Linked DNA regions of Mus musculus: all the other regions are linked to region 1. Evidence: chromatin contacts called from public Hi-C, HiChIP or PLAC-seq and promoter capture Hi-C data. All regions are on one chromosome and are shown on one strand. Each heading gives the region's core, a stretch centred on a gene start, on an enhancer-like site or on the middle of the called end of the contact. The rest is flanking DNA. Distances are from core to core; before and after follow the strand shown.

What was found. Promoter capture Hi-C pulls out the DNA fragments that hold promoters and counts their contacts. A called contact is a pair of places that touch in the nucleus more often than the background predicts. HiChIP or PLAC-seq counts read pairs in DNA pulled down with a chosen protein or histone mark.
Region 2: a contact with region 1 is called in a Hi-C map of B cells, with 8 read pairs. The contact joins the enhancer-like site here to the promoter of Wdr73 in region 1. A contact is called at or near these places in 1 of 39 promoter capture datasets (liver) and 1 of 484 Hi-C or Micro-C datasets (B cells).
Region 3: a FOXA1 HiChIP or PLAC-seq map of pancreatic cancer cells shows a contact between it and region 1. The contact joins the promoter of Ramac here to the promoter of Wdr73 in region 1. A contact is called at or near these places in 4 of 39 promoter capture datasets (the 3T3-L1 cell line, 3T3-L1-derived adipocytes, cranial neural crest and 1 more) and 1 of 115 datasets of contacts at active chromatin or transcription factors (pancreatic cancer cells).
Region 4: a contact with region 1 is called in a promoter capture Hi-C map of pre-B cells, with 3 times the contacts expected there. The contact joins the enhancer-like site here to the promoter of Wdr73 in region 1. A contact is called at or near these places in 6 of 39 promoter capture datasets (the C10 cell line, hematopoietic stem and progenitor cells, liver and 2 more) and 2 of 9 other capture datasets (adipose tissue and liver).
Region 5: a contact with region 1 is called in a promoter capture Hi-C map of neutrophils, with 6 times the contacts expected there. The contact joins the promoter of Idh2 here to the promoter of Wdr73 in region 1. A contact is called at or near these places in 6 of 39 promoter capture datasets (fetal liver, hematopoietic stem and progenitor cells, liver and 2 more), 1 of 115 datasets of contacts at active chromatin or transcription factors (memory CD8 T cells) and 2 of 9 other capture datasets (adipose tissue and liver).
Region 6: a promoter capture Hi-C map of liver shows a contact between it and region 1, with 4 times the contacts expected there. The contact joins the enhancer-like site here to the promoter of Wdr73 in region 1. A contact is called at or near these places in 4 of 39 promoter capture datasets (liver, neutrophils and pre-B cells), 1 of 115 datasets of contacts at active chromatin or transcription factors (bone marrow-derived macrophages) and 2 of 9 other capture datasets (adipose tissue and liver).
Region 7: a promoter capture Hi-C map of pre-B cells shows a contact between it and region 1, with 4 times the contacts expected there. The contact joins the promoter of Cib1 here to the promoter of Wdr73 in region 1. A contact is called at or near these places in 2 of 39 promoter capture datasets (liver and pre-B cells), 2 of 115 datasets of contacts at active chromatin or transcription factors (double positive thymocytes and memory CD8 T cells) and 3 of 9 other capture datasets (adipose tissue, liver and macrophages).

Annotation. Positions count from the first base shown.
Region 1 is chr7:80,899,058-80,903,294 of GRCm38.p6, forward strand. Wdr73 (WD repeat domain 73) reads right to left here and starts at 2,212. Exons shown (of 8, transcript NM_028026.2): 1 at 2,128-2,212; 2 at 1,587-1,654; 3 at 1,291-1,379. The coding sequence starts at 2,168. It overlaps Nmb (neuromedin B), which reads right to left. Exons shown (of 3, transcript NM_026523.4): 3 at 3,170-3,446. The coding sequence ends at 3,411.
Region 2 is chr7:80,016,531-80,020,767 of GRCm38.p6, forward strand. No RefSeq gene overlaps it. Among named protein-coding and RNA genes, the nearest start is that of Zfp710, 7.6 kb to the right of the region's middle. Within about 2 kb of position 2,436, at least 60 of the 459 cell types and tissues checked have an H3K27ac peak or open chromatin away from gene starts, as enhancers often do. A contact at or near this core is called in B cells and liver, where this site is marked.
Region 3 is chr7:81,761,071-81,765,307 of GRCm38.p6, forward strand. Ramac (RNA guanine-7 methyltransferase activating subunit) reads left to right here and starts at 1,883. Exons shown (of 3, transcript NM_025997.2): 1 at 1,883-1,986.
Region 4 is chr7:80,042,669-80,046,905 of GRCm38.p6, forward strand. The region is part of intron 1 of Zfp710 (zinc finger protein 710); the gene reads left to right. Gm51449 (a long non-coding RNA gene) reads right to left here. Exons shown (of 3, transcript XR_003946651.1): 3 at 4,236-4,237. Among named protein-coding and RNA genes, the nearest start is that of Gm51449, 12 kb to the right of the region's middle. Within about 2 kb of position 1,758, at least 66 of the 459 cell types and tissues checked have an H3K27ac peak or open chromatin away from gene starts, as enhancers often do. A contact at or near this core is called in adipose tissue, hematopoietic stem and progenitor cells and pre-B cells, where this site is marked.
Region 5 is chr7:80,112,952-80,117,188 of GRCm38.p6, forward strand. Idh2 (isocitrate dehydrogenase 2 (NADP+), mitochondrial) reads right to left here and starts at 2,399. Exons shown (of 11, transcript NM_173011.2): 1 at 2,211-2,399. The coding sequence starts at 2,325.
Region 6 is chr7:80,190,234-80,194,470 of GRCm38.p6, forward strand. It overlaps a transcript of Sema4b not described here. Among named protein-coding and RNA genes, the nearest start is that of Sema4b, 6.2 kb to the right of the region's middle. Within about 2 kb of position 2,403, at least 356 of the 459 cell types and tissues checked have an H3K27ac peak or open chromatin away from gene starts, as enhancers often do. A contact at or near this core is called in adipose tissue, bone marrow-derived macrophages, liver and 2 more, where this site is marked.
Region 7 is chr7:80,230,442-80,234,678 of GRCm38.p6, forward strand. It overlaps Cib1 (calcium and integrin binding 1 (calmyrin)), which reads right to left and starts at 2,364. Exons shown (of 7, transcript NM_011870.5): 1 at 2,069-2,364; 2 at 1,903-1,937. The coding sequence starts at 2,119. It overlaps Gdpgp1 (GDP-D-glucose phosphorylase 1), which reads left to right and starts at 2,452. Exons shown (of 2, transcript NM_178752.3): 1 at 2,452-2,764.

The sequences.
Region 1 (4,237 bases), core at 962-3,461:
TCAGCTTCTTTTTTCCCTCCTGCCTATCCCCAAGCCTTTTTCTAGTCTGTCCTAGCCCTTGGATTATGGGGCAAAAACAGTTTACACCTTCCTAGAGGAAGACACAGAAGACAAACAGCTTAACCCAAGAATGCAAAGATTACTACCACCAACCCACTCACCCTCCCACTACAAGCAAGGTGGGTCTTTCTAGCAATAAAGACAAAACAACCATGTAACAAGTGTTCACTCTATTAAGAACATCTGTTTTCTTTCTTTTTTTTTTCTTTCTTTTTTTTGGTTTTTTGAGACAGGGTTTCTCTGTAGCCTTGGCTATCCTGGAACTCACTCTCTAGACCAGGCTGGCCTCGAACTCAGAAATCCGCCTGCCTCTGCCTCCCAAGTGCTGGGATTAAAGGCGTGCGCCACCACTGCCTGGCACATCTGTCTGTCTGTCTTCCTTCCTCTCTCTCTCTTTCTTCTTTTTTTTTTTTTTATTTTTTTTGAGACAAGTTCTGTGTAACCCTGGCTGGCTAGGAGCAGCCACTAGCTACACTCACACATTCTCTCCCCCTATTTCAAAGACTATTCTTTCTCCGCATCATTTAAATGTGCTCCCCAAGGCTCTGCCCTGCCGCCTCAGATCCTGCTCCCTCATCCCAGGCGACCTTACTCATCCACATGGCTCCCTCATCTCTTGTCTGTGAGGGACTAAGATGCTCTGTGAGCACTGCACCACTGACTACTTCTCAAGGCTCTACATTTTTAAAATTTATTTTATGTATGCGGATGTTTTGCCTGCCTGCAAATGCTGGATGCCCTGGAAAGGAGTTACAGCAAGTTGTGAACTGCAATGTGGGTGCCAGGAGTCAAACGCAGATCCTCTGGAAGCGCAGAGTGCTCTGAGCCCCCGAACCATCTCTCCAGCCCACGTCTATTTCTGATAAAGTAAGACTGCTCTTTGCCTGTAGCAGCTCTCCTGCGACCACCTGCTTGTCCTTGGCATTCATCCCCATGCACAGGGGCCTTGTTCTAGACTTTGGTTTTGTTTTTCTTTTTTTTTGAGACAGGGTTTCTCTGTGTAACCTTGGATGTCCTGGAACTCGTTCTGTAGACCAAGCTGGCCCCAAACTCACAGAGATTCACCTGCCTCTGCCTCCCAAGTGCCTGGATTAAAGGTTTGCACACGCCGCCGCCCGCCCCCCCCCCCTCCTTCTGTGGCAGCCCCAGGTACTTGTCAGGCAGAGTAACAGGCACTCCAGAAATGCATAATAAATTGACACAGATAATCAGCTTCTCTATTTAAGTTACCTGGTTTTCCTGTACAGAGAGCCTGAGAGGTAGTATCAAATGAAGAATCTCATTTTTTTTCAAACTTTCATAACCAGCAACAAAGACTCCTGAAATAAAACAGTAACTATGACAAAGAGTTAGAAATATCGTGGATCGTGGCTGGATTTATAAATTCTCCCAATACCTTCCCCATTCTCTGAGTAGCCTTGTGTCAGGGGATGGAAGTTGAATGGGTCTCCCTAGCGGCTCAGACTTTAAAATTCAGCCCATGAGGCAGAAACGCATCTCGTTTAGTAGCAGGCAAGATATATTACCTTTTTCACCAATCCACTCAAGGACTCGAGTGGCTCCTGAGAGGTCAAATGCATGGAAGTCTTGGTACCTGCAGGATAGGGTTACAAAAATCACGCGACGCACAGCTAACCAAGAACTGGGAGATCGCTGAAGGACTGGTGGAACCAGGCTCTGGAGTTAGGTAAACATGGGGCTGAATCTTTTCTTCTGCATTTTCCTCCCTGGTGTATGAGACCGGGCTGGCCATAAGGAACCAAGCCTTGGTTCCTCACCTGCGGAACTCCCATAAAGTTGATTTCCCCAAGTTGAGGTGAACAATCAGGAGAAACCTGTGTTCAAGTTAACCTAGAATCCGGCCCAGGGTAACCGGCCATGTGTGCCTTATCAGCCCTCACATGCGCGGATCTGGTCACATTACTTGCTTACAAAGGACCCAGAGTCCCAGAGCTAGAGGCCGGGGGTCAGGACCTCCATCGGTCCGTGCCTGGGCACTGCCCACGAGCCCACAACCGCACGCGCCCTCTCCCATTGCCCATCAGACCCGCCCACGGGCCAATTTACAATCGCAAAGACTCCACGAGCCAGTCCTCAGCGAGCTCCATAGCAACTGTGGCTTCCGTCGCTCCACTTCCGCCAGCCAGACTTCCTGGGCAGGCGCGCGCTCTCGCGAGGAGAGGGCGTGGTCTTCCGCTGGCTGGGGCGGAAGCGCTCAGCGCTGCGCGAAGCCCTGTTGATGTTTCTTCTGTTCTGTGTGCAGAGTCCGGGTGAAAACGACGCAAAAAAACCAGATCCATCGATGTCAGCTACAAGCAGGATCGGAGACATCAAATATACCCCTAATGTATATTTAGGATCAAGAATGTGCAGCCAAAGAGCTGTCAGTGTCCCAAAGCAGGTACAATACAGACTTAATTGGCACTTCAAGTGAACAGTTAATTTAAGTTTGCGTGTATTGTCCGTAAAGGATACTTAAGGACTTTTTTATTTTTTAAAATGAAAGGAATCTTGTTTAACTGGGGATGTAGCTCAGCTGCTAGAGTGCTTGCCCGGCATGCACGGAGTTAGCTTTTCAGTACCCCGTAAAAATAGACAAAAAACCCAGCGCGGTGGCGCATGACTGATCAGAAGTTTTAGGTCATCATCTGCTGCATAGAGAGTTCGAGGCCAGTCTACTGTTACACAGGACACGATCAACAAAGTATCTGACATTCCAACTTAATTTTTATTCGATAACTTTGGCAACATGTATGGAGGACCCTACATTCGGAGAAGAAAAAGAACACAGCAGGGCTGGATTCTAGTGTGGCTCTCTCCCGTATGCACCAGGTAGTGCACTAAAGTTTGCCATGGGGATCAAAGGTGGGGCGAGTGCAGCATAGTGTAGGTAGCCCCCCACTGCAGGGGAAGAAGCTTTTGGTAGCAGAACTCACTCGTGGCTGGATCAGTGCAGCCAACACAACACCTGACTGCTGAGAGCTGGCTGGCTGGTGCCATGGTGGGGGGTGATGGGGCTTTTCTAAGACCACCCTAGCTCTCTGAACATGCCACCCTCCAGAACCCTTCCCTCTTTCCTCAAATGTGGGTGGAAGGAGAGGCCCAGACATTCTGTGTAAAGAGCAGTATTTTTATTCACCACTTCACCAGGGAAGCAAGAAATACAGCAGGAAAGACTTTGTGTCTGCATCATTAACATTCCTGGTGACCCAACCAGAAATCACAGTAACAGATTAACACATTTGAGCTTAGGATTTACATCCAGAGGAGGCCACTGCTAGGGTTCCATTGTCAGCTTCCCTGGATGGACACATTCTAAGCCCAGCATCCGGTTTGTTCCATTATTGGCATCACTTCTGCAGTAGTGGCTCCAGCAGCCTCCTGTACTGAAGGCAAGAAGGGAAGACTTGACTCTGGAGTCCACAAATCAGGGAAATGCTGAGTGTACCCAGGAGGGCAGCTGCAGGCTCTCAGCTGAGCCTCTCAGTGAGAACCTTTCTCCCTGGAAGACCTGAGGAGTCAGGGGGATTGGTTTTCCCAGAATATAGCCCCAACTTCACAGGGTAGTCATGACAACTAAAGGACATCACAGAAACCAAGCCCAAGGCATTGGAGAAGTGTCAGCAACATGCCCTACCCCCCATGCTCTGCTGCAGACCTCACTCCCTGCCACTGGCCATGGCAGTATTGCTTTCTATGAGATTCTCTGGTTGGTCGTGGTATTTCAGGTCTTCCAAATAATGTCCCTAGAGGTGATGCGCTCTCTCTCTCTCTCTCTCTCTCTCTCTCTCTCTCTCTCTCTCTCTCTCTCTCTCTCTCTTTCTCTCTGGACTCAGCTAGCCCAAGCTTCTCGCTTTTGCATCAGGGGTTCCAGGGATGTTTGCTGGGACTGGAGGTAGACCTGCTTCTAAGGAATGTCTCTTCTCTGAGCATGTTCACACTGTGCTAAGCATAGTAGGGGTAGGAAGGGCGTCATAGCAAAGTCCTGCCAGAGGCTTGCAGACATGTGGTAGGAACTCCTGCTTCCAAGAGCTTTCTGGTTGCCCAGAACTGGACTGCACGTGATACAAATGATCTCATCTACTGGGAGGTGGGCCTGTTGTTTCTATTTGATGAAGACACATTTCTAAGGTTCCCCTAGCTAGTTAGCTAGGTGTGGCCCCAGCATGCATCCTAC
Region 2 (4,237 bases), core at 1,186-3,685, 880 kb before region 1:
TGAATAAATAAATAAACAAAACAACAACAACAACAAAAAACAGAAAAAGGTAACTAAGACAATACGTTTTTGTTGCTGTTGTTTTGAGACAGAGTTTCTCTGTGTAACTCTGGCAGTCCTGGAACTCACTCTGTGGACCAGAGTGGCCTGGAAATACAAGATCCACCTGCCACTGCCCTCTGAGTTTTGGGATTAAAGGTATGTGTCACCACTGCCCAGCTGGGAAATAACTTTTTTTTTCTTTTTCTTTTCTTTTCTTTTTTTTCTTTTTCTTTTTCTTTTTTTTCTTTCTTTTTTTTTCTTTTTCTTTTTTTGTTTTTTTGTTTTTTTTTTTTTTTGGTTTTCTGAGACAGGGTTTCTCTGTGTAGCCCTGGCTGTCCTGGAGCTCACTTTGTAGACCAGGCTAGCCTCGAACTCAGAAATCCACCTGCCTCTGCCTCCCAAGTGCTGGGATTAAAGGCGTGCACCACCATGCCCAGCTGGAAAATAACTTTTTAATGTACATTTTCCCCCCAGGTATTTTATATGTGCTTTTCTGGGTAAGATACATATATGCACAAACTTACAAAAATATAATACTGATTTATGTATAATTTACTATCTAATTAGGGGTGTTAGGAACATTCTCCACGGTTAAGTATTTTTCAAAATCTTGCCCATTACCCGGTGTGGCTCACTCAATGGCAGAACCTTTGCCTAGTATGCCCAAATTGTGGGATATTAGGTTCTTTTCTTCCTTCATTTTCCGTTTTTATTTTCCATGTTTGCTAATATGCTAACACTTTGATAAACATTCCTATTAGGAAGAGTGATCAATTCTCCAACTTCTAGAACTTTCAGGGCCTGGTGCTGTGGGACTATAATCCTAGCTATTAGAGAGCAGAGGCAGGAACAAGAACAGCCTAGGATACAGAGGGAGTTCAAGGGCATCCTGGGTAACTTAGCATGACATCTGAAGATTTAAAACCAAGGGGCTGGAGAACTGACTCGGCAGTTAACAATGCTTGCTCTTAGAGCCGGGCATGGTGGCACACACCTTTAATTCCAGCACTCGGGAGGCAGAGGCAGGCGGATTTCTGAGTTCGTGGCCAGCCTGGTCTACAAAGTGAGTTCCAGGACAGCCAGGGCTATACAGAGAAACCCTGTCTCAAAAAACCAAAAAAAAAAAAAAAAAAAAAAGAATGCTTGCTCTTCCAGAGGACCAGATTCAGCTCCCAGCACCCATGTTGGGCCGCTCACAACCGCCTGTACCTCCAGAAGATCTGAGGTCCTCTTATAGCCTCCAAAGACATTTGTACATGTGGTACCCACTCACTCAGACACAGCAGACAAAACGGTGGTGGGACGCCTTTAATCCCAGCACTTGGGAGGCAGAGGCAGGCGGATTTCTGAGTTCGAGGCCAACCTGGCCTACAAAGTGAGTTCCAGGACAGCCAGAGCTACACAGAGAAACCCTGTCTCAAAACAAACAAACAAACAAACAAACAAACAAACAAAAAGCCAACAAAATCTAAGAAGAAAGTGCTGAAGAGATGTCTCAGCAGTTAGGGGCACTGGCTGCTCTTCCAGAGGACCCTGGTTCAATTCCCAGGCTCACAGCCACTTCTAGCTCTAAACCTAGGGGAGTCTGTACCTCCTTCTAGCCTTCTTGGGCACTGTACACACATGGTACACAGACATACAGGTTCACACATAATTTCTTTTTTAACTAAACTGAAGAGAGAGTTGAAGATCTAGTATAGCGATAGAGTTCTTGCCCAGCCTGTGCAGGGTCCAAGGTTCAATTCCAGTGTTATGAAAAAATAAAATAAAAATTCTAGAACTAGACTTACAAAAAAAAAAATCAAGAGGTAGAAACTATTAAACTTTCCTTTTTAAAATATAGTTTTAAGCTGGGCATGGTGGTGCACACTTTTAACCCCAGCACTCCAGGGGCAGAGGCTGATAGATCTCTGGGAGTTCAACTTGTTTACAGAGCAAGCTTCAGGACAGCCAAGGTTACGGAGAGAAACCCTATATAGAAAAACCCGATATTGATCTTCAGCACTGAGCCATCGCTTCAGGCCAAACTTCCCTGAATCTGACCAAGTTTTGCATCAACTTTACCCTCCCATAATAATTAATATAATCATGGTCTTATTTATACATTACTCATTTGTTTAAGGAAGCTGGCCGTTGCCTGTTTATTACCATTATGAAACTTTTCTGTGGCAAATGTTTCTTCCTCTTTTTTTTTTCTGGGGTGGGGGTGGGGTAGGGTGGGGTGTGAAGTTAGCTCCCGATAGCTAGCTTCACACTCACTCTGTACCCGAGGGTGACCTTGGGCTCCTGATTCTCTGGCCTCCCATTCCCAAGTACTGGAATTACAGACATCTGACTTTGTTAGTTTTCTTTTTTCTTCTTTTCTGGGAGAAAGGAGAAGGGAAACAGAGACTCTTGTAGCGCAGGCAGGCCCCAAATTTATGATGTAGCTACAGCTGACCTTGAACTAATTCTCTTCTCTGATTCTTTTTTTTTTTTTTTTTTTTTTTTTTTTTTTTTGGTTTTTCGAGACAGGGTTTCTCTGTATAGCCCTGGCTGTCCTGGAACTCACTTTGTAGACCAGGCTGGCCTCGAACTCAGAAATCCACCTGCCTTTGCCTCCCGAGTGCTGGGATTAAAGGCGTGCGCCACTATGCCCGGCTCCTCTCTGATTCTTACGGGGGTGGGATTACAGGTGTACCACATCACACTTTTTCTCCAGATGTCTTAGGCAGTGTATATGGTCAGGCACGCCACCCCAGCTTGTGGTTCCTGCAGCGTCCACGTCATCTCCCCTGGAGTCTTCCCCCTTTCCATGGCTGGATGCTAGTTGGGAGATTTGATTTTAAAAACCAAATTTCAAAGCATGAGAAAGGTAGTTAATCCCACCACTTTAATCCTAGAACTCAGGCAGCAGAGGCAGGTGGATCTCTGTGTTCAAGCTGGGACTACAGAGTGAGTTCCAGGGTAGCCAGGGCTACACAGAGAAACACCTGGCTGGAAAAACCAAAAGCTAAGAAAACATGGAATATTAGATATTACAATTAAATACTGCTGATAGATTTAAAAAAGGTTCCACTGGCTTATCCTATGGAAGACACTGGTCCTTTTGTTTTTGTTTGTTTGTTTGTTTGTTTTGTTGTTCTTTTGAGACTGTGTAGACCAGGCTGGCCTCGAACTCTGACATTTGTCTGCCTCTGCCTCTTCAGTGCTGGGATCAAAGGTGTGTGTGCCACCATGTCTGGCAAGAGACACAGGTCTTACTAAGCACCAGTTAATCTCCCCATAGCGTCAGTCACTCTAATAGATGTTAGTGTAGTCGGGGCATAGGGGAAGGGTACACTCCATCTCTTTTCCTGGCTTATAGGACCCCTCAAACTCAAGGCCTGAAAGATAACCGCTCCTCCCTCAGGAAATTGAGGATTCATAAACCTTTTTTTGATTCATGAATCTTAAAACACACCTATCTTCCAGTTTTACCTAGGAGAGACCACTCTGGGGTCCTGAAATGCTGGAAAGAGGCCTATATGTGTTACTTGTAATAGAAACAGCTGATCGCTTTCTAGTGTCAATCTGGAAGATTCTCTTCTGCTTACAGTAAATCAGGGTGTTAGCTACACAGTAACATCTGGGCTTGGCCCTCACTGGGATCACCTGGCACCAATGGGCTTTCACAATTTACAAGATACAGTGTCTGGTATGTTCTGTCACTAGCTGCTAAATTTCATTCTTTCTAGCAAAGCCAAGAAATGAACATTAATTACTTTAGTTACTGAGATGTTACTGAGGCGGGGCATCTGCCCAGACAGGTTCTCCCAGGGAGGCAACAGGTAAGAAAGATAGTGGGAAGCTAGTTGTGATCCCGGAAGGACTTCAGAGGGGGAGGCCCAGGCAGGGAGATTCAGATTTCAAGGTTATCCTTAGCTATACAGCAAATGTGAGACCAGCCTGGGTTACATGAGACCCATCTGAGAGAAAGAGAGACAGAGACAAAGACAGAGAAGATACTGAGGGACCCTGCTCCTCTGAACCAGGCCACATACAGAAAACCCAACCAGAAACCTTAGCTGCAAATTCTGGCTTAGCTATGATAAAGTGCTGTGTAAGCCAGGCACAAAAACGACTGCATCTGGTCAGGACTATGCTTATTATTCCATTAGAGGCGAGAGGAGCTTGAGAGTCCCAGCCAGCCTGGGTTGTATAATGAGTTCAAGGC
Region 3 (4,237 bases), core at 633-3,132, 860 kb after region 1:
AAAAATAAATAAATTAGAAAAAAGACTATTTATAAACATGTAATTCTGTTATGCAGTGGTTATCACACATAGCATTGCTACTTTATGATGAACTATTAAACCAGGGAATTTTTTTAAAGACAGTCTCATGTAGCTGAGGGTGACCTTGAACCCATCATCCCCCTCCACCGCCCTAGGGTTGGGTGTCCATCACCACTGTGCTCTTTATCACTTCGTGCTCTTAACTAGTTCAATCAAATGGAACTGAAAGTCCTCCAGTGCCAACTCTGAGGCCCGAAGAAGTGGATTCGTCTCCGTTTTCCACGCCTGTTCGTCTTCCATCGCCTATTTAGTAATGACTGTTTCTGTGACCTGCATCCCCACATCAGCACTGGCCTATTTTTGTTACATTGGTGTTTCTAAACTATGGCGTGGATAGTTTAGAACATAGTTCCACTGTTCATCCCACAAGTAGGTACCGAGTTATATACTAGTACTGAGTTATGTACGGTGTTATATACTAGTGTGATGTACAAATTAAAGGTGTGTATAAACAGGTAGAAAATGGTATTAACACATAAAGTTCTGAAGGTACTGTGGAACCCAGCAGAAGTAAAACTCATTCCCTGTAAAGTCTTAGAGAATGGATGTAATATCAATGTCAACATCTGGAGGTCGTGGTGGTGGTGAGGTGGTGGGGTGTGTGTGTGTAGGGGAGTGGCAATATTCTAAGCATAAGGGAACACTGGCAAGCTATAAAAACATAATGAGTATTCGTGAACTACTGCATTTGGTCTGCTTTACTGTGAGGGAATGAAAGAGAAATATCAGAAAATAGAATTTTGAATCCAAATTAAGATTGTTGGCCTTGGCAGCAAGGAGTTATTGAATATCTTGCATCCCAGTTGTGCTTGAATATGACTATAACTACGGCAGTTGTCTGGTGATATGCTGGTGAGGGGCAGTGACTTAGGAAGAAGGGCATCGGTGCTCTGTTCAGGGAGTGTAGAGAGAACTTGGATGAGGAGTCAGTGGGGATGGGAATGGATGAAAACCAGAGTCACAAGGACCAAATAACAGAACGAGACATCTGACCAGGGCGTGGAAAGAAAAGGTATTCTTTTTTTAGCTTTATTTTATTTATGAGTACACTATAGTTGTTTCCAGACACACCAGAAGAGGGCATCAGATCCCATTACAGATGGCTGTGAGCCACCATGTGGTTGCTGGGGATTGAACTCAGGGCTCCAAGAAGAGCAGTAAGTGTTCTTATCCTCTCCAGCCCTAAGGTATCCCATTTTGACACTAAACTTTCCAGGCTGATCGTATTCCCAAGAGGAGGGCAAGGTCCGGGGAGCAATCTGAGAAAAGTGGCTAGTCAACAGCTGGCATTGCCACACTTGCAAACAACCGAGAAGAGCGGAGACTTCGGGAGCGAGCGGAATACGGGCAGTGGAGGCGTGGGTTCGTCTCTGCAAACACACATAGACAACGGTGCGCAGGAGCCTTACTGCCCAGGCCGGCTAAGAACCGGGTGGGCATCGCCCAAGCAGAGCAGTCTCGTCTGCTCCTCCGCCCCGCCGCCCGGGCTCCGGCTTTGGGGTCTCCATTGACAAGCAGCCTTCCCTCCTAGTCCTACTCTCAGACTTCCCGTACCAGTGCACCAGGCACTGCCAGTTCGAGGGATTTTATACATGACGATATCCTCTCCCCGACGGTCACCAGGCACTGGCTGCGAATGACCGCACTGCCCACCATCGCCACTTTGCTCGACCCTGCGGAGCTTCCCTAGGGCCGCGCCAAGGTTCGAATGTGAGGGGCGTGGCGGGGGGGGAGGGGGAAGCGAGGATTTCTAGATCTCGAGAGACTTGGCACGAGACTCCGCCTTACACGCTCCGGAAGCGGAAGTCGGGTGGTTGAGGGATTCCTGAGCGTTTGTTTACCTTGGAGAGCCGGGTGGGGTGCGGCGGTGTGGACGCCCGAGGTCTCCAGTGCGTCCCATGAAGGGTGAGTACCGCACATGGCGGATGAATCTCCCACCCGGGGCGGCGGAGGTGATGGGGGCCTGGGGCCGGAAAGTGCGAGAGGCCGGAGGTCGCTGCCCCTCGGAGCCTCTTTCTCCGCAGCTCGGCTCCTGACGGCAGTTCTGGAAGGAGCCGCTTTGTCCCGGCCGTCGTCAGCCGCGCGTCGGCTGGCGGGCTGGGATGCGCAGTGGTTAGTCAGTCATCCTGCTCCGTGCTCGGGGCTCCGCTCTGGAGAGCAGCCGAGCCAGGGTCGGCCGACCGCAGGCAAAGCTCTGTGCGGTTCTCTATGTGGTGAGGAGGTTGGTGGGATCCAAGTGCCAGGAAGGCTGTCGGCCGCAGCGACAGAGAGCGCGCGGCCCCTGGTTGCCCGTGCCTGACCTAGCTTGTAGCTGGTGACGACCGAGGCGACGAGGGTCGTCGCCTCTCCGAGTTCCTCCGTGGAAGCTCGAGTTTCCTCGTAGGCTGCTAGGACTGAGATCCTTGGGTCTCTAATCCTGCCCACTCAGATCGAGACGTGTGTGTGCACAGCTCCTCTGCCCACGCACGCCTTTGCGGGGTGGGGAAGAATTGTCTGTCTGCGGGTTGTGTGTCTGTCTGTCTGCGGGTTGCGTGTGCTGGCGCCCGCAGAGGCCGGAAGAGGGCGTCTGTTCCCCTGGAGCTATATTACAGGCAGCTGAGAGCAGCGTGGGTGCTGCGATCTGATCTGTGGTCCATCGGAAGGGTAGTGAGCGCTCTCGACCACTGAGCTATCTCTCTGACACTTCCCTCATCTTTTGAGGTTTCTTCCAAGACCCCCTTCCCCCCAGCCGTATTTTCTTAATATTATTTATTCTATTATTTCTTTTATATGTTTATTATATAATTATATTTTATATATTATGTAATTGTGCTTTATGTGATTATTATACATATGTATTGTATATTTTTACATCATAATAACATTTTTCCCTTTCCTCCCTTTAGACCCTCCCTTTATCCCCTCAGCTCTTTCAAATTCATAGTCTCTTTAGTAATATGTAGATATATACAACCTGCTCAGTTCATATATTGTTACTTATGCGTGTGTTTTCGGGGCTAATCAAATATGGCATTAGAGAACCAGTTGGTGTGCTCTTCCCTTGAGAAGACTATTTCTCTTGCTCTCCGCATTCCTTGGTTGCCTGTAGTTCTTTGTTAAGGCCTCTTGACTTTTCCCTCTTCCACATTCTCTTGTCTTTTGGTAGTGTTGGCCTCAGCCCATATTTAATCAACCTAAACATTAAACAATATAGTTGTCTCAAATCCTTGGGTTAAGTAAAGCTTGCATTAAGGTTTTGTTTCAATTCCATTCTCATGAATAAGTATGAAGATACCTATGTGGTAGGGTATGGGGAAAATAGAATAAATTGTGCCTTTTCCTTGCCTTGTGAATGTCTGTCTTAATTGGGAATGGGGCATTCTTCTAGTGGCTTCTGTGGGTAGTTTGGAATTGTGGACACTTTTAATTAGTTGGGAGTTTTCCTTGTCTTATTTTGAGACAGTGTCTCTCTACATCGCTCTGGCTGTCCTGGAACATACTCTATAGACCAGCCTAGCCTCAGACTCACAGAAATCCACCTGACTCTTCCTCCCAAGTGCTGGGATGAAAGGCATGTGTCACTACCCTCAACCTAGTTGGATTTATTCTAAACTCATTTGGTTTTTGGTATTTAATACTAGTTTGCCAATACCAGGCACAAGGAGGTGTAATAAATAAGGTAGAAGTTAAGTAGTAGCCTGAAAGGTAAAATGTCCAAGTACTGTTTCTTGAACTTAATGAGCAATTGTAGTTGAATTTGGTTGGAATAAGGGCAGTACTGTTATAAATGCTTTACCTATTTTGAGGAAAGACAGGACAATGAAGAAGCTATCTTCCAGTTAAGTAGCCCATCCAAAGCGTCCTTGAAAGTGTGATTAGAAAGGAAAAATGACTTGAGGATATCGGGGAAGATGTGGTTTTAAGTTTTTAGCATGATGTTAAATACACCTCAAATCATAAAATAGGTTTTGGTCCTTTCTCTTTGCCAAAGCTGGTTTTGTACTTCTAGGCTCAGTTGATCCTTCTGCCTCAGGCCCAGGAATGGTAGGTCTACAACATGGGCCATTTTCCCTACCAGGTTTAGAAACTTGGAGGCATTCAGCAGAAACACGAAGTTTGAGTTAGGAAAGCTAGGGGATGGCAAAGCTCAACAGTAGCAGTTCTTGATCACAGACGC
Region 4 (4,237 bases), core at 508-3,007, 860 kb before region 1:
GTTTTTTGAGACAGGGTTTCTCTGTGCAGTCCTGGCTGTCCTGCAACTCACTCTGTAGGCCAGGCTGTCCTTGGAACTCAGATATCCACCTGCCCTGCCTCCTGAGTGCTGGGATTAAAGACACACCCACTACCCAGCATGGCCATCTTTCTTATTACAAAGAAGTTTATTGCAGAACATTAGTATAATAAATGGGCCAGAAAAGATCTATAATTATTAAATATTTTAAAGGGAGAGTATATATACACCCCTTCAGCAAGATTTTAATTCAAAATATGAAATTGTACTGTTTGTACCATCTTGTTACTTAATTAACAAATGTTAAATGAGTTTTTTAATTAAAAATACTCTCTGGGCTAAACATTCTCCTTAGAGCCACTGCAAAGGATTTAGAGCGTCCTTCCGGGCCAGTCGATGGCATTTTAGTCAGTGGTGGGCATCGGGCGTCATCCTTGATCGATGTCTACCATAGTTTTTGAGATAAGGTCTCTCCTTCAACCTGGAGCTCACCAATTAGCTCGATTGGCCAAGCCCTGGGGATGCCCTGTCTCTGCCCACCCGCCTGTCTGTCTCCCCCCACCTCCCCCATGCCTGCCAGGTGCTGCTGGGAATCAAACTCAAACCTAAATATCTGCACAACAAGCAGTTTACCAATAAGGCATCCCCCAGCCCCAGGACTTCGATTTAGTCTTCTGCAGTTAGACTGTTTTCTGGGTTTGGGTGGCAGTGTTTGGGTGGTTTTTGGAGACAGAGTCCCTCCTTGTAGTCCAGACTAGTCCGGAACTCTCTGTAGCCTAGCTGGCTTCAAACTCTTGGCAACACTCCTGCCTCAGCTTCCCGAGTGCCAGGGATTATAAGCTTTCATTTCCATATTCCCCTCAAGGACCAAGTTCGGTTGTTAAAATCGCCTTGCAGAAACACCCATAGCATTTTGGTTCCTCTTCACTGAACACCAACTTTTTGTCTTAACACTGTTGTATGTTTATTTTTGGGTTTTGGGGGATTATACATTGTTGGTTTTTTTTTTTTTTTTGGTTTTTCGAGACAGGGTTTCTCTATGTAGCCCTGGCTGTCCTGGAACTCACTCTGTAGACCAGGCTGGCCTCGAACTCAGAAATGCACCTGCCTCTGCCTCCCAAGTGCTGGGATTAAAGGCGTGCACCACCATGCCCGGTGGATTATAGGTTTTAAAAACTTCTCTTTCAGCCGGGCGAGGTGGCGCATGCCTTTAATCTCAGTACTTGGGAGGCAGAAGCAGGCAGATTTCTGAGTTCGAGGCCAGCCTGGTCTACAAAGTGAGCTCCAGGACAGCCAGGGCTATACAGAGAAACCCTGTCTCGAAAAAAAACAACAAACCCCAAAAACAAACAAAAAAACTTCTCTTTCCAAGTCCTTTCCACATACATAGCATGGATTCCTTGGCCTCTGTTAGCTTAAGGGAAGAAAGTTCTATCTTTATGCCTCTATTTTGCACCCTGTGCTCCAGGTCTGGGCCCCTGCATTGCTCTTTCTAACCTCAGGCAATAGTCAGTTCTGTGGTTCCCTGGGAAACCTTTTCCTAGGGCTTAGGGCTGAAGGGAGACTCTCAGGAAACGGGCCTGTCTCTTTGCTAGGGCGATAACCTAAAACAAACATCCTGTCCTAACTCTAGGAAGATGCTGAGGCTGGCCTTACTGGGTCTCTGGAGTGGAAGGAGCTGATGATATATCCTGTGTAGGCTTCTGCCCAAACTTGGGCCCCACACACACTCACGGGTAAGAGAAGAGAAGGAAGTTCGTCGGACTTTCTTGAGGAAGTAGCTTTCGTGCAGGCTAAACTGGGCCTTCCTGTTCCTTTTCCTGAATGGCTCTTCCTCCTTTTCCTTCCCTGCTCTGCATGGCCCGTTTGTCCTGATAGTTGGTGGGAGCTTTTGGGCACCTTCCCTTCCTAACATCTTTCTTCTTAGACTCTTTTGTTGTTGGCATGGAGGCCTGTGTTTGGCCATGTCCACATGTCAGAAAAACTCTCCTTACCTTCTGCACCCTCTGTCAAGCTGAGGCCCTGGGCCCTAGCCTGCTGCGTTCTGTCTTCTTTTAAGCCTGCCTGGAAAGACCATAGGCTTGAGGAGGCCCAAACTGCCTCCCCCCCCAAGAGAGCCAATCTGCCAGCTGCCACTGCCCGAATGGATAACAAAAAACAAAAGCACAAACCGTAGCCCCAAGAGAAGGGCGTCGTTTCAGTTTATATGAACCTGAAGCTAGAAAAGAGAGGCGCAGGTTAGGAGAGGGAGCCTGGTTGTTTCCCCTGGGGTGGGCTTTGTTTAAATTTTAATATGCTCTTCTTTTCTCCCATCGCCAGCCACGCTCCCAGCTCCTTTGTCACTCTATCCCTGTTATCTTGCTGGTGGATAAGATCCCTTATCTACTCCGTCCTCTCTCTCTTCCGAATGTCGCATCCCGAACCCACAGTGACCCTCCCCGATTTGTAATAGGACATGATAGATCCCCTTCTGCAACCTTAGATGGAACCTGCCAGCTAAGATTTGGGAGGAAATGGACCAACCACTTTTAATGGTGTTGGACCCACCAAAGGTACAAGCACTAGGCCACTTGGGCATCCTCGGAGAAGTGTTCCTGCCCACCCTTAGCACTGCAGGGAGCCATGGGGCGAAGGGTGAGGGTCTCTGCTGTGGGTGGCTTGAGACAGAATCAATGTGATCTCAGCACAGGCCTTTGTAGTCTGAGACTGTTACACATGGAAATACAGGCCGCTTTCACCCCGTGCAGGCACTGACCTAAAAGACCATGTAGACCTGGGCTCAGAGGGAAGGAAAGGACCCACAGACGTGTCACAGGACTCAGGGGCTGGACAGATAATGCTTCCTAGTCTTGCCTCCTTATCCGCAGCCTCCCAAGCCTTAGTTAGCTTCACAAGCCAGTGACCCAGGCACAGGCAGCTCTTTTAGTGTCTATGCTCAATGCCGTCATTGTTTCCTGTAGATCCCAGCGCTGTGAAGTCAGGGGTTCCTCTGCTCTTTTAAAAATTCCCCCTTTTCATATCTTCATTTAATCACCAAGTTTTTACCATGTAACTTTCATTGGCCCAACTCTGATACAAAGGTGAATATCATGGTCTCTGTCCCTAGTCCACAAGTGATGTTGGACTTACAAACAGGAGCTTGTGAAGTTGCCTGGAATTTGTTGTTTTGTTTTGTGTTTTTGTTTTTGTTGAGACAGGGTCTTGCAGTGTAGCCCGGGCTGACTTTGAACTTGTGAGATCTTTCTGTCATAGCCTCCCAAATGCTGGAACTGCCACACCTGGCTTGTTTAGAACTGCTAGAAGTAGAACCCGGGGCCCAGCATCACTAGGGGTGGGAGGAGGTGGGATCGTTGGTTGATGGGGATGCTGTCTGGCCGGCAAAGGGAGCCTTGCAAAGCAAAACCCAGGACATGTGAGAAGAGGCCATTGGGAGTGGGAGGCAGAGTCTGGGGGCAGGAGATGGAGATCCCGGTGAGGCAAGTTGACAATATGTCAAGACATCCTCCAAGGCTTGCCATTCCCTCCAGTGGGTTCTGAGGGAAGAAACAGTAAGGTAGACCACTCCAGCATGACCAGCATCGAGGCCATATCTGTGAGTGCAAATCCCCTCGGGAGTGTTGGCCTGAGAGTTGAGGACCTCTCCTGGTAATGCATATAGTGCTTTTGCCTGAGTACCGCGTTGTCGTTTCTCCTAGAGTTCTCTCCTGATGTTAACAGATAATTTATAAAAGTACGTTTTCTGTTCTTGGCTGAGTTTCTTAAAGCTCGTTGAAAATTTATCCCAACTAAAATGTCTCCACTGGGGCATGTTCTGCACACCTGAGTCTGCATTTGAGATGTAGCAAGAGCCTTTGAAACGTGGCAGGAGCTTGAGCTGGGCTTCCTCAGTGAGGGAGGAGGGAGGCTAGTTTGAGCACTAATTGTATGCCCCATTCTGGGCTAGATTTATTTACTCTGTGTGTGCGTGTGTGTGCACTCGTGTGTGTGTGTGTGTGTGTGTGTGTGTGTGTGTGTGTGTGTAGGTATGTGTTCTGGAGGTCAGGGGACAGCTTGCAGGAGTTTTTCCTTCCACCTGCATCCTAACATCTTGCTGTATTTGGTTAACCATCTTTTTATTAATAATAATAATAATATTTATTTAGTGTATACTGTCACTGTCTTCAGACACACTAGAAGAGGGCATCAGATCCCATTACAGATGGTTGTGAGCACCATGTGA
Region 5 (4,237 bases), core at 1,149-3,648, 790 kb before region 1:
ATACTGGGACTATTTGTCCCCTGCAAGTATACAAGACTGGCAGGGTACCTTCCTGGTCTAGCCACCAAGAACGCCTCAAAATGGGGCTGGAGAGATGGCTCAGCAATTAAGAAGCACTTACTGTTCTTATAGAGGACTCAAGTTCAATTCCCAGCACCCACATGACAGCTCACAACCATCCATAAGTGTAGTTCCAGGGAAACCAATTCCCTCTTTTAGCCTCTGTGGGCAAATAGGGTCACAGGTGGCATACGTACAAACATAAATTCAGGGGAATTGATACAAGTTAAATAAAAATAAACGAGTCTTTAAGTATCTATCTAAAAAGTTAAGGTGAGGAAATGACAAAGTTTCTAACCAGGAGTAGAATAAAGGGAGTCTAAGTAAATGCTCTGTCCTCTGGAGAGGCCGAATCTCTTCCCAAGGTCCTAGAGGGGCCAGCAAGCGGCTGCTGGAAGTTGCAAGTGGGAACCAAGGGACAGCAAAGACATTGGATGTTGTTGGTTGGTTGGTTGGTTTGGTTTTAATCACCTCCCCACTTGGAGACCTTCAGAAAGGACCTTCCACTGGCTGCTTTTTAAAATGTGTATCCAGATTAGGGGTGGGGGTGTGTGGCTCATGCCTTTAATCCGAGCACTTGGGAGGCAGAAACAAGTGGATCTCGGAGCTTGGACCAGTCTGGTCTGCACAGCGAGTTCCAGGACAGCCAGGACAAAATGGAGACCCTGGCCTCAAAAAACCAAAATAAATAAACAAAATGAGTATCCAAATTCAGGATCCCAAAGTAGCCTTATTTTCTTGTTAGTGCAGTTTCTTAAGGTAGTTTTGTTAGTTAGTTAGTTAGTTAGTTAGTTAGTTAGTTAGTTAGTTTTGGTATTACCATTTTACCAGACTCCTCAAAAGAGAGAAAAGATGAAAAAGAGGAAAACCACTGAGTGCCTTTAACTTCTACCATATTTTGCTGCAAAGCTGCCATATGTGGGTCTTGAAGGCCTGAGGCACTTGATGGGGCTTCAGAGGTTAGAGGCAGATCCCAAGAACACAAAAACATGTATGTCCCTTTCTCCTTGGCAAAGGGGAGTGTCAAGGGCCCCGCCCTCTCCCTCCTCCTGGCCCCCAGCTTCGGTCAGCTGCTCCCACGGTGAGTTAACGATTACCACTCTAGCCAGAACAAACCCCATAGCCAAACCCACCCCCTCTTCCTCATTCCTCTGGCTAACCCCAAGGGGTTTTGAGCCAGGTCAGGATAGAATTTCCGTGGCAACAGGCATCAAAAGAGGCCACCAAGTGCTCTACATTGTTCCGTGCCTTTTGTAGCAAGGCGCTGAGTAGCAAGGGTATGAAAGATGCCCACATGCCAGGTTGGGCAATCTGTTAGTAATGGAGACTCTAAAACCCTGATTATTTTGTCCGGAGTTGCGCCTTCACGTCTAAGAAGTAAGCTGAAGGCAACGCAGAGATCTCATGGGAACGACTGACTGCAGAAAAATGACAATATGCGTGCAGTGCCAGGTCTCCACAGCTTGTATGCCAGGCAGGACCCACTCACATGCAGCAGCTCGTGGTTGGCCCAGCAAGGGGCCAGGAGAGGGCCCAGACTGAGCGTCCTGCGCAGCGAAGGGTGGGGGAGTGGCAGAGAAACAAAAGCGGGAAAAATGGAAGGACATTCCTCCAGCTGTCGAGTAAAGGTTCCAAAAATAGCTGACGTGGGCCTGTTGGAGAGGAGGGACCAGAGTACGCAGGGATTGGAGAGAAGGGGAAGTGGAGGCCTCTCCTCCTCGCCTTTGTCTGAGCCGGGAGCGCGAGGTGACCCTCCTCTGCCTAGGGCTGCAGCAGGCCGCTCCAGCCCCTCTTGGTCGCTTGTCCCCTCCAAAGGCCCAAGGCAGTCATGATACCCCACCCTGGGTCCAGGTACCTCTGGAAATGCTCCCCCGGAATACCTGGAGAACCCCAGCCCTGATAGGACCCAGCAATCCCGCCCCAGGCCACCAGCTGCCACTATCCCCTGGGTCCCCACCCCTGCGCCTGCAGCGGCCCAGGCGCGCGGGGCGCGGGAGCTCGGTGTAAGGCCACCTCCCGGCCCTTTGTAACCCGCACGCCGCTGTTCCCCGACCGCCGGCGTGTCGCGAGTGGCACTCCAGGGTCCCCCTCCCGGGACGTCGCCACGTCGCAGCGCTGCACGCGAGCCCGCCCCCCGGTGCGACACTCACAGTGGCGCCGCGGCTGCTCCGGCCAGCTGGGGACAGTCAGTGCTGCCGGTGCCCAGGTCCGCGCTGAGCCCGAGGCTCTGCAGAGCGAGCTCACAGCCCGCAGGTAGCCGGCCATCCCGAGCACGCGAGGTCCGAGCACGCCGCTGCACCGGGCTGTGCGGTGGGGACTCTAGGCTGGCCCTGGTGGCTGGGACCCAACCGGGGCGGAGCTGCAGAACCTGCCGCCCCATTGGGTCTCACCCGGGAGAAGGCGGGTCCACGCCAGGGCAGGAGCCTGCTCGACACCCTTGGGCCTGTTCCAGAGCTCAGGCGGCCCCAGTGCTGAGCCCGCGCTTTCTGGGAGCCTCCATATATCCTCAAAGCATCAGGTACCGGGGAGACCCATCGGGCCGCGGGGGCTCACGGCTGCAAGACTCCCCGCTTCCGTTAGAATGTCAGCTGCAGACACGTCGCCTTAGTCCCCTGCGTCCTTTGCGTTTAGCTGACCGACGGACCTGAGGCGCTTTCATCAAGACAATGACAAGCTTTGCCGTCTTGAACCTAGACCATGGCAACTTGGGTCTCCCCCAGGTAGCGTCCAGTTGGGTGGACTAACCAGGATCGAGAGTTGAAATGCCAAGTACGGTGGAGGCAAGAGGATGAGAAGTTAGGCTACATACCAAGTTCTAGACCAGCCTGGGCTATATGAGACGCTGCGGGGCGGGGCGGGGGGGGGGGCGGCTGGAAATCCTCCTTCTGCTCCTGACTAGGCCAAACTCCTAGCCCCAAAGTCCTTCATCATGGCCGACTCTGTCTCTTCTGGACATAAGAGTGCCTGCCAGGAGACTTCTGTGACATTTGTGTGTAAAGGTTTGAGGTATGTTCATCCTTCAATAGTACAACCACTGCCCAAGTTAATTATATTCTATGCTAGTAGTTATGTAGCCCTGAAGGAAAGCCCATGTCTCCTATATCCTAGGCAAAGGTCCATCCACAACCCAGCCCAACAGCTCCTAGTTTACCTGTTTGCGTGGGGAAACAAACAGAAACATACAAGCTAAATCCATCACTGTTCATTTTCTTGAAGTAGGGGTCACTGAAGTCTGGGTTTTGTGTATCAAATATCACAAATCCACCCCAGCTCTCCCAGTCACACCAACTCACTCCAGATGAGAGCAACCTTTCTGCCCTGTGCTCCCAGCTTCCCAACCCAGCTTCACAGTGTTGTCAGGTGGAGCTATGCCAGGAAAGTGGCCTTGAACTGCCAACATCAAAGCTTCCCTCCTGGAGTCTCAATCCATCCGAGTCACAGATTTGGTTCTGGGATCCAGTACAGAGAGTATATGCAAAGGAGAGACATCTGGGTCCCTCCAGGGACTGAGGAAAGGAATAGGAAAGTCTGGCCTGGGGCAGCATGTTCCAGAACAGTCTGAGAGCCCTTCTACGAGATTCCCAGTTCTCTTGTGTAAACACCGGTAAAGACCACAGAGGTTGTTGACTTGGGCTTTCATGCCATCCTGGAAATACCAGACCCCTGGACTCCAGGATCCACACGTGCAAGGTCGGAGAACAGACTTCCTATGCATCTTTCTAGACCAGTTAGAGTATGGATGAAGGTCAGCTACCTGCACTGCCTCTGTGATTGCTGCTGAAGCACAAGGGGCTTCTACATAGCAGACTCCGTCTCAGAGTTCTGCCAAGTCACTACCCAGCCTCAGTGTCTGCGGGCGGACCAAGGCAGAAGTCTTCATGTTTCTAGAACCATCCCAGGCAAACCTTCTAAGTGCAGCATCAGTTAGAACCAGTTGAGACAAGGTCACTTTCTTCTTCCTTTTCTTCCTCTTCTGCTTCTTGTCGCTCTGAGACAGGGTTTCTTCTCTGTAGAATCCTGGTTATCCTGGAACTTGGTATATAGATCAGGCTGGCCTCAAACTCAGAGATCTATCTAATTCTGCCTCCCCAGTGCTGAGATTAAAGGCAAGGGCCACCACTGTGCAGCTGGCAAGGTCACTTTTTAAACTGCCCAGCTTGTTGCCTGCTCCTAGGAG
Region 6 (4,237 bases), core at 1,153-3,652, 710 kb before region 1:
GCCACCACCAACAACAATAACAAAAAAAGAAAAAGAAAAGAAAAGAAAAGAAGAGAAAGAAAGAAAGAGAAAAAGAAAAAGAAAGAAGGCAAGGTTCATTGTTTTTCCATCCTGAGACAGGGTTTCTCTGTGTAGCCCTGGTGGATCTGGAACTCAAGTTGTGGATCAGGCTGGCCTCAGGCTGGCCTCGAACTCACAGAGATCCACTTGGTGGTGGAAGGCATAGGTCATATACCTAGGCGAGGAACTGGAAGCTCACAGCATCGTGATGGAACTCTCCATCTCCTCTCTCAAGGATTGTGAGAGCCGTGGGGAGCGAGCGACACATAGCCTGCTCCAGGATCCTCCCGCTGAGTCCAAGCCCCAGAGATCCTGATATGCCACATTCACAGGGCTCTATCTGGCAATAGGATCCCTGGGATTTTTCTAGTCTTGCCAGAGGGACCCAGCCAAGCTCGAGGCTTATAACATCTCCCTATGAGTGACCTGATAGCACTTCTTTAGGATGGCAAGTGAGCATGCTTCCATGGTATGGCCACCCTGGCACAACAGGTTGATGTTGGAGTTTCGGGAGACCAGTAGCAACTCATCTTCATCTCCACCACGCCCCCAAGGCTCGCTTGTCCCTGCTTCTCTTGGTTCAGTATGGCAGCCAACGCTGTGTGCGGGAGGTGTGTCAGCCAGGATGATTTAAGACGACAGAAACTTTGGAGCTAAAGAGCTCCTCTTCTGTGGGAAGGAAGAGGGAACTGAGGAGCCTCAAGTCTCTGGGAAGGAAGCTTGGTTTTCTGGGGACTGAGGCATGGCGCTGGCCTTCATAAGAGGTCTGGGGGTCAGAGTAAAGTGGATCTAGAGGGAAGAATTTGATGGCAAATTGGAAGAGAGGTTTTTATTTTTCAATCTTTACTCTTTTGAGATAGGGTCTTGCTAAGTAGTTCTGGCTGGCCTGGAACTCAATCTGTGACCTAGGCTGGCCTTGGGATTTACAGGTATCCTCCTGCCTCAGCCCCTCAAGGACCACAAGCATGAGCCTGTGTCTGGCTCTTTGACTTGAGATCTTGAGTTGAGAACATGGTTTCCTAAGCTGGACTGGAGGCTGAGCCTCTGCTAGGTCCTTAACCTTCTGACCCCATCCCCACCTGGCCTAGGATCCCGCCTTCCCGCCTGAGTAGCTGCAGCTATCTGAGAGCGATCTGTCAGTTTCAGGGGTCACCCCTGTCCCCCTGACTGGGCAGGCCTATAGTCACAGACAGCACCTCCTGAACTCCTGTAGGGAGCACAGGAGTGACAGTGGCAATTTCATGTTTCACCCTGTCTGGGCAGGGACAGGCTGAGCCCTGCTGGTTGCACCACAGCCCTGTAGAGTGGGGGGATCCCCTCCCAGGGAGTGGCCAGCTCAGGTCCTAACAGGCCCAGTGGGGGCGGCGCTGTGTGGTGGGCTGCTTGCCACAGTAGGCACGCCCAGGGCTTGGGCTGGGCGGGCTGGTTCCTTCTCTTCAGGAGAGTTGCAGCCTCAGCACCACGTATGCAGGAGGCAGCTGAACCTGAGGGAGGACTAGGAAGGGGCTTGCTTCTCCAAGGGCTTCTAAGATGTCAAGGCCATGGGGTTCCTTTCAGATGGAGAGTCTATACCAGCCTGGGACATGGGGCGTTCACTCTGCACAGTGTGCTGTCTTTATAGGTGCTATCTTGTCATGTTCCCTAACCATGTCATAAAGGACTATATATAGTATTACTATCACAGGAGAAGCAGCTAACTATGGTCCACTTAGGACCCGTATATAATGGGTAGTGATGCATTCTTCTCTATTGTATGCTCCGCCACTGAATTCTACCTTTTTACGGGGCACATATTCTGGGTAGGGAGTGGGGAGCACAGCAAAGGGCCTGTAGGGAGAAGCTGGTTTGGGAAGAAATGGGGCAGTTGTCAGACCCCATGGAAAGCTTTCTGAGAGAGCTGAAGACAGTGTTGATTCTGACCCTGGATGGGTGCCCTCTACTGCAGAGGGTGCTGCCTTTCCCAAGGAAGTGCCCAGCTCTCAGGCCTGGCAATCATTGGAAGATTTAAAAGCACACACGGACTGTGTCTGCTGCTGTGACTTCCTCATGTAAATGTACTGCTGCTGCAGCCCAAGTTGCTGCCTGGCCCCTGGGGAGGAGACATAGCCTCGTGCCTAACCGGGGCAGGGTGGGGAACCGCAGCTGCAGGTTGGCATAAGAAGAGGGCTCGGGGCTACGAGGGGATGGTGGCAGGGGGCCAGGGCCTAGACAGCTGGGCCACAGCCAGTTCACATCTGAGAGACCTTGCTAGGCAGCCTGCCAGTCTGTACGCGGTGGTGGGGGAAGGGGTGGGAGGAGCCTGAATGTTGCCCAAGGAAGGGTGGGCGGGACCTTTGGGTTCAAGCTCCACTGGGCTTGGCAGGAGGCTCCTCCCCCGCATGGCCACAAACAAAGCTACAACTCCAGAGTAACTGTGGGAGTCCAGCGCCTAGCTCCCCTGGGTGGGAGTCAGAGGGGGCAGACCTGGCAAGAGCCCTTTGGCAGGTTTCCTGCATGCCCAAGGACATCTTACTGCGTGCACCTGGGCAGAGGCTGAGGGGCGAGTGTGGACTGTGATAGGCTGGCTGTGAGGCAGCGAGAGGGGAGGCTCAGGCAGATGTGTTCGCTCTTTTTCTGGTTTCAGTCTTTCTTGCCATAATTTCCTCTTTCTTCTCTTGAGGCTTTCTACTACTGTTCTGTCAGTGTGTGTTTCTTCCACTTGGTTCTTCAGTCCTGGTCTGCTCCCCTACTCCCTCGTTTTTTACCTCCCATGCTAACAGGTATAAAATACAAGCTTCTAGCGGGACACAGTGGCACACCCTACATTCCCAGCACTGAGAAGGCGGAGGCAGAAGATCTAGAGTACAAGGCCAGTGTGGGTTATATAGCAAGTTTTAGGCCACCTTGGCCTATGTAAGTGAGACTATCAAAAACCAAAGAGCTTAAATAAAGCAAAATGCATAGATCTTAAGATCATAAAGCTCAGTACAGGGGCCTGGTGAGATGGCTCAGCGGTTAAGAGCGCCAACTGCTCTTCCGAAGGTCCTGAGTTCAAATCCCAGCAACCACATGGTGGGTCACAACCATCTGTAACAAAAATCTGATGCCCTCTTCTGGAGTGTCTGAAGATAGCTACAGTGTACACACATATAAATAAATAAATAAATAAATCTTAAAAAAAAAGCTCAGTACATTTGCAAACACTTGAAAATCCAACACTACATCAAGATATAGAATCTGTCATCTCTAAAGTTTCTATATTTGCCTAGGAGGCATGTGCCCACTGGACTCTGACATCTCTCACCACACAGCAAGTTTGTCTGGGTGCCTGATGCTACACCTCCTCCTCCTCCTTCTCCTCTTGGTTTTTCCAGACAGGGTTTCTCTGTGTAGCTCTGGCTGTCTTGGATCTCTCTCTGTAGACCAGACTGGACTCCAACTCAGAAATCCACCTGCCTCTGCCTCCCAAGTGCTGGCATTAAAGGTGTGCGCCACCACTTCCAAACTTATCTGGGCTTCTTTATAATATATTCTTATGAACATTATATTTCTCATCCTGCACTAGTGAAAAAAGTGTGTGTGTGTTTGTGTGTGTGTAGATTGTGGGGGGAGGCATAGACAGACAGACAGACAGGATGGGAGGAAGGAAGAAGGCCTATGAGTGCAGGTGGACAGAGGGCGGACTTAGCAATTGACTTAGCAATTTATGGATGACTTTGTCTTGTAGGCTGGGCATGGAGAGAGTAGTACTTTTTTCTTGTTCTGTTTTTTGGTACTCTTTCCAAGCTACCCCCCTCCGCCCCCCAGTTCTTTGTAAACACTGACATCTGGCAGAAAAACACTTGCCTACATCCAAGCGTGGCAGAGGGGAACAGGAGACACATCGTTGGCTTGGGACCACTCTTTTGCCTAAAGGAAGTCAATTCAAAGGCAGTTCTTTGTCAGTCACCCTTCTGTTCTTTCCAGTCTGAGAGAGCACATGAGGAAACCACATTAGCACACGTACAGAAGACAGTGGAGCCCGACAGGAGCAAGGCTGCCATGCACAGGAATTGGAGAGTGTGTCCCCAGGCCAAGTCGGGACCTTTACGTAGATAGTGCTGTGTGGTTCTTACTGGGTGCCTTGCTAGGCATGGGGGAGGGGGTCAGAAGACAGAAGACCCGGCGCTCTTCTCTCTAAGGGGCTTGCTGCCCAGTT
Region 7 (4,237 bases), core at 1,114-3,613, 670 kb before region 1:
ACTTATTGGTGGCCTCAAGCAGTCAGTCTCCCTGTATTTATGACATCCCCATTCTGCGGTTTGAATGCCCTATAAACCAGCTGTGAAACTAAGTCACACACCCAGGATTCCCAGTCATTGGGCAATCTTTAGCCAAAGAGGGTAATTCACAAAACAGCAGAGGCTTGGGGGGGTCCCTTCTTAGGGTGGGCAATTATAAGAACTTACCCATGTCTGCAAGACACTATCTGAAGGGACTCTGACTAGCTTGGTGAGCATGGTTCTGGCAGGCCTTGCTCACTCTGCAGGGCCCAATTCCTTCTACCTTGCTACAAACCTACATTGCTAAAGCCAGCCCCCAAAGTCTATTCCCCTATTTGGCCACTTCCTCCTCCTGAGGCCGACGACCAAGGTCCAGCTATCAAAGTATTCACGTCCAGCAATCAAAAGCCCCCTTTGGCTAAAATTAAACACCTCCTCGTAGCCCAGGGTTTCCCCTTATACCTTTATAATCTGCCATTTTCCTATGTCCATGTCTGTCTCCTCTCTATCCAGAGGCAGTCCTTTCTCCTGTAGGACAAATACTCCTTCCACCTCTCCATTGTTCCCTTCCCCTTCTTCCTGTCTTCGAACTCATGTCTTTGTTATTTCTTGCCCTCTGTCCCTCTAAGGCAATAAATCTCCTTTGTGCTAAGAACTTGGTCTGGGGGTCCTGAGCTGCGACTTTCCCTTTCAGTGTCAGGCATTCTTTGCAACAGTCCTGGCAGGAAAAAGATAACTCTAGAGACATCTGTGCCTGTCCCTTTGGCTATTGAACTACAGAAACAATGTCCCCCGAGAAATTGGAATTCCCCGGCAATCTCGTGTTGTGAGAAGGATGAATTGAAGCCTGTTGTCTACTTAGGAGAAAATGTCTACCAGGAAGAGATTTTACACAGACGGCTCTGGTAACTTGTCAGAAGATCACCTTTCATGAGACTAGAGCTGAGACAATGAAGGAGAGACTCCATCTTGCCCAGGACTGCTGCTTAATTTTACATACCCTTGCCCTTTATTTAAATATAAACCTCACATCAGCTGGACATGAAGATTGACTTAAAGATGGGGGGAGGAGCGGTCATGTCCATTCTTAGCTTTTTTTTTTTCCCAGTATGGCCACATTGGATACATTTCGTTTCTCTGCTTTTCAATATTGTCCCTTTCCTTGGCCTACTGAGGACAGGTAGCACAGCCTAGCTGGTTAGGACTGCCTGTGTGGGCCAAGTACCTGGACTCTAACATTACAGTAACAAAAACACATGTTACCTCCACTCCAGAGACTCCTCTCAGCCACCACCTCTTTCCCAGTAGAATTTCATTGTGGGGCTAGGAACCTAACTCAAGCGCTCTGGCCAGCAAATCACTTATAGTGTGCTTTATAGTCAAGTTCTCAGAACTCTCTGAACCTGATTCCTTGATCTGTAACCTCCTCCTGAAGTAATGTGTGGATCACTCAGGAGCTACTGGGCAGAGTAAGGGTTCAGTAAACGTTAACGGTTACTGAATTAAACAGGTAAAGTTGGGATTGGAGCGAGCCACGTACAAGACCTCTTGGTTTTGCCAGAGGGCAAAGTCCGCAAAGAGTCACAGCAGTTCCTTTTAGAAGCGAGCAGGAAGCTCGGCAGTGAGGAGGCTAGAGGAGCTCAAACAGTTCAACTTTTCCTGGATACACAGAAGTGTTTGCGTGGTGCAAAGGTGAGGCTCTGGAGCGGGTGGGACTTGCACTCTGAGCCTCCGACTCCAGATCCAGTGATCCTGACATCCCAGAAGCACAGCCCCACCCTCGGAGGTGAGACGTCCAATCCGTATCCCGCGAGAAAAGTACCCGCAAAGCCCTCCCCTGGCAATCCCGAGTTGGAGGACCGGGGTCAGGGCAGCACTCACAGGAGGATCTCCTGCTTGGTCAGGAACGTCAGGTCCTGAAAGGCAAATCCAGACAAGGGTCTGCAAGCCGCCCGAAAGCCACGGCCGCCCCGCCACCTGTTCCCCGAACCCCACTCCCCTGCGCGGGCTCGCACGCGAGCTCCGCGAGAACTGGCGCCCCGCGCACCTGGTACTCGGCCAGCAGCTCCTTAGACAGGCGACTGCCCGAACCTCCCATCGCCGCGGTGCGCGCACAGCTAGGCCAACTCTCCCCGGGACGCCGGCAACTTTCTCACTTCCGTCCTCGGGGCCGCGTCCCCGCCCAGTCCCCGTAGCAACCGCTGCCTGGCCTCCGCCCCCGGGCCCGCCCCTGCCTACAGTGCCCCGCCACCCTTAGCGCCGCTCAGCGGGCCGGCTCCCGGCTCCCCGCGGGCCCAGGAGAGCTGGAGGGAGGGCCCGGGGAGGAGCCGGACGCATCGGGGCGGGGCCCAGGCCTCGTGGCCCCGCCTTCTAGTGGGCGGGGCGGAACGAGCCATGCGCACGTGATGCAGACTGCGCCTGCGTCGCGGTCTTCACGCGTTTGCTGAGTTCCGGGACCCGTCTGTGCACTGAGCCTTGAGATGCATCCGCCTCACCTAAATCAAGTGCAGAAGACCCCAGCTCTGGGTGGAGGCGGGTAACCTCCATACTCGCTCCCGGGCTGGAGGAGATCCGGTGCCCCTCTGCGGATAGGGTCAGTCCTAGACTGTCTCACGGGACAAGAGCTGCAGCCTCTGCCACCGTGCCAATTCTTCCAGAAGAAGCTTAGCTTCCTCTTGAAGTGGCTCTTGAAGGTGTTTACTGGATTGTGCAGTTATCGCCCATTCGTGGAACAGTTAGCAAGGTAGGCTTCCATTTTACAAACAGGTTCAATTTCAGTGATGTGTCCGGACTCCGGTATTTAGAGGTCAGTTCTGTCCACAGGTCCCTCCTGCTGTTTTATCGTCACAGCTGGGGTGCCTCCTTTGATTCCTCCCACAAATTGCGAGCTTCCAGCTGTAGGAACCAAGATTTGCCCTTCTCTCCTCTCAAATAATAATCAGATGCAAGTATGAACATATTTACACTGTGTGAAAAAGTGAAGATTCCAAGCTTCCGGAGGAGGAAATGTGGATTTTGTGATCTGGGTGGTCAACTTGGTTGGATCTGGAGTCAAGGAGAAGGGAAACAGCTTGACACTCCTGTGAGGGATTTTCTTTTTTCTTTTTTTTTTTTTTTTTTGCTTCGTCACCTGGCACAACAGGGCCAAGTCAATTACAATTTATTTGAGAATATTTTAACTTCGTACTGGACTGGTATTCATTCCTAGAGAAGTCTGGTCCTTCATCCGGCCAGTCCAGCTAGATGTTCCATACCCTCTGGGTAGGAGACTGTAAACCTTGCTTCTCATGCTTCTTTCTCTCTGCTCCTTCTTTAGCCTCCAGGAGAGGTGCAGGCTCTACCGCAAAGCCCAGGGGCTATGGCTTGCTTTCCTGGTCCACTCAGGGTCTTACCTCATAGAAACCCCTGAGCAGAGGGATTTTCTTGATCAGTTTATTTGAAGTGCGAAAATCTACTGCGGCAGTGCGCTCAGGTGGCAACCCGTACCAAACGGAAACGGAAGATGGCTTTTGGCCTGTTTGCCTTGGCTTGCTGATAAGTCTCTATCCTGTACCTGCCACTAAGGATTTCCTTTAATGACATTAGAATCATAGTGTTCCAGCTGCCAACTCAGATTGAAGACCAACAGCTCTCTAGGAACCCAGCACCGGCTTGGGACTGCAGAGATGCATCCTTGGGGACAGCTGCCGCTGTTGATCAGCCCAGACAATACTGAGTAAACCAATTTAATAAATCCCCTCTTAGTAAATATTCATCAGTTCTGCTCCTCGAGAGCAGTAATTCTCACCTTCCTAATGCTGGGACCCTTTAATTCAGTTCTTCACATTGTGGTGACCCCCAGCCATAAAATTATTTTTGTTGCTACTTCATAACTGTAATTTTGCTACTGTTATGAATCATTATATAAATATCTGTGTTTTTCAATGGTCTTCGGTAACCCCTGTAAAAGGGACAGGACTCACAGATTGAGAAACGCTGTACTAGAGTAAGCTAATACAGATTCATTCCCCCCGCCCCTCCCCCCAAATCAAGGTTATTTAAAAAAAAAAAAAATATATATATATATATATATATATATATATATATATCATTGAGTTCATTTTGAGTTGTTCATCTACTGCATGGAGCCTGCCCTAGAGTGTGGTGCCTGGTGTATAGATTTATTCTTGACCCTTCTAACTAATTCTCATTCTGAGCTTTATTAAGCCTGAGCATG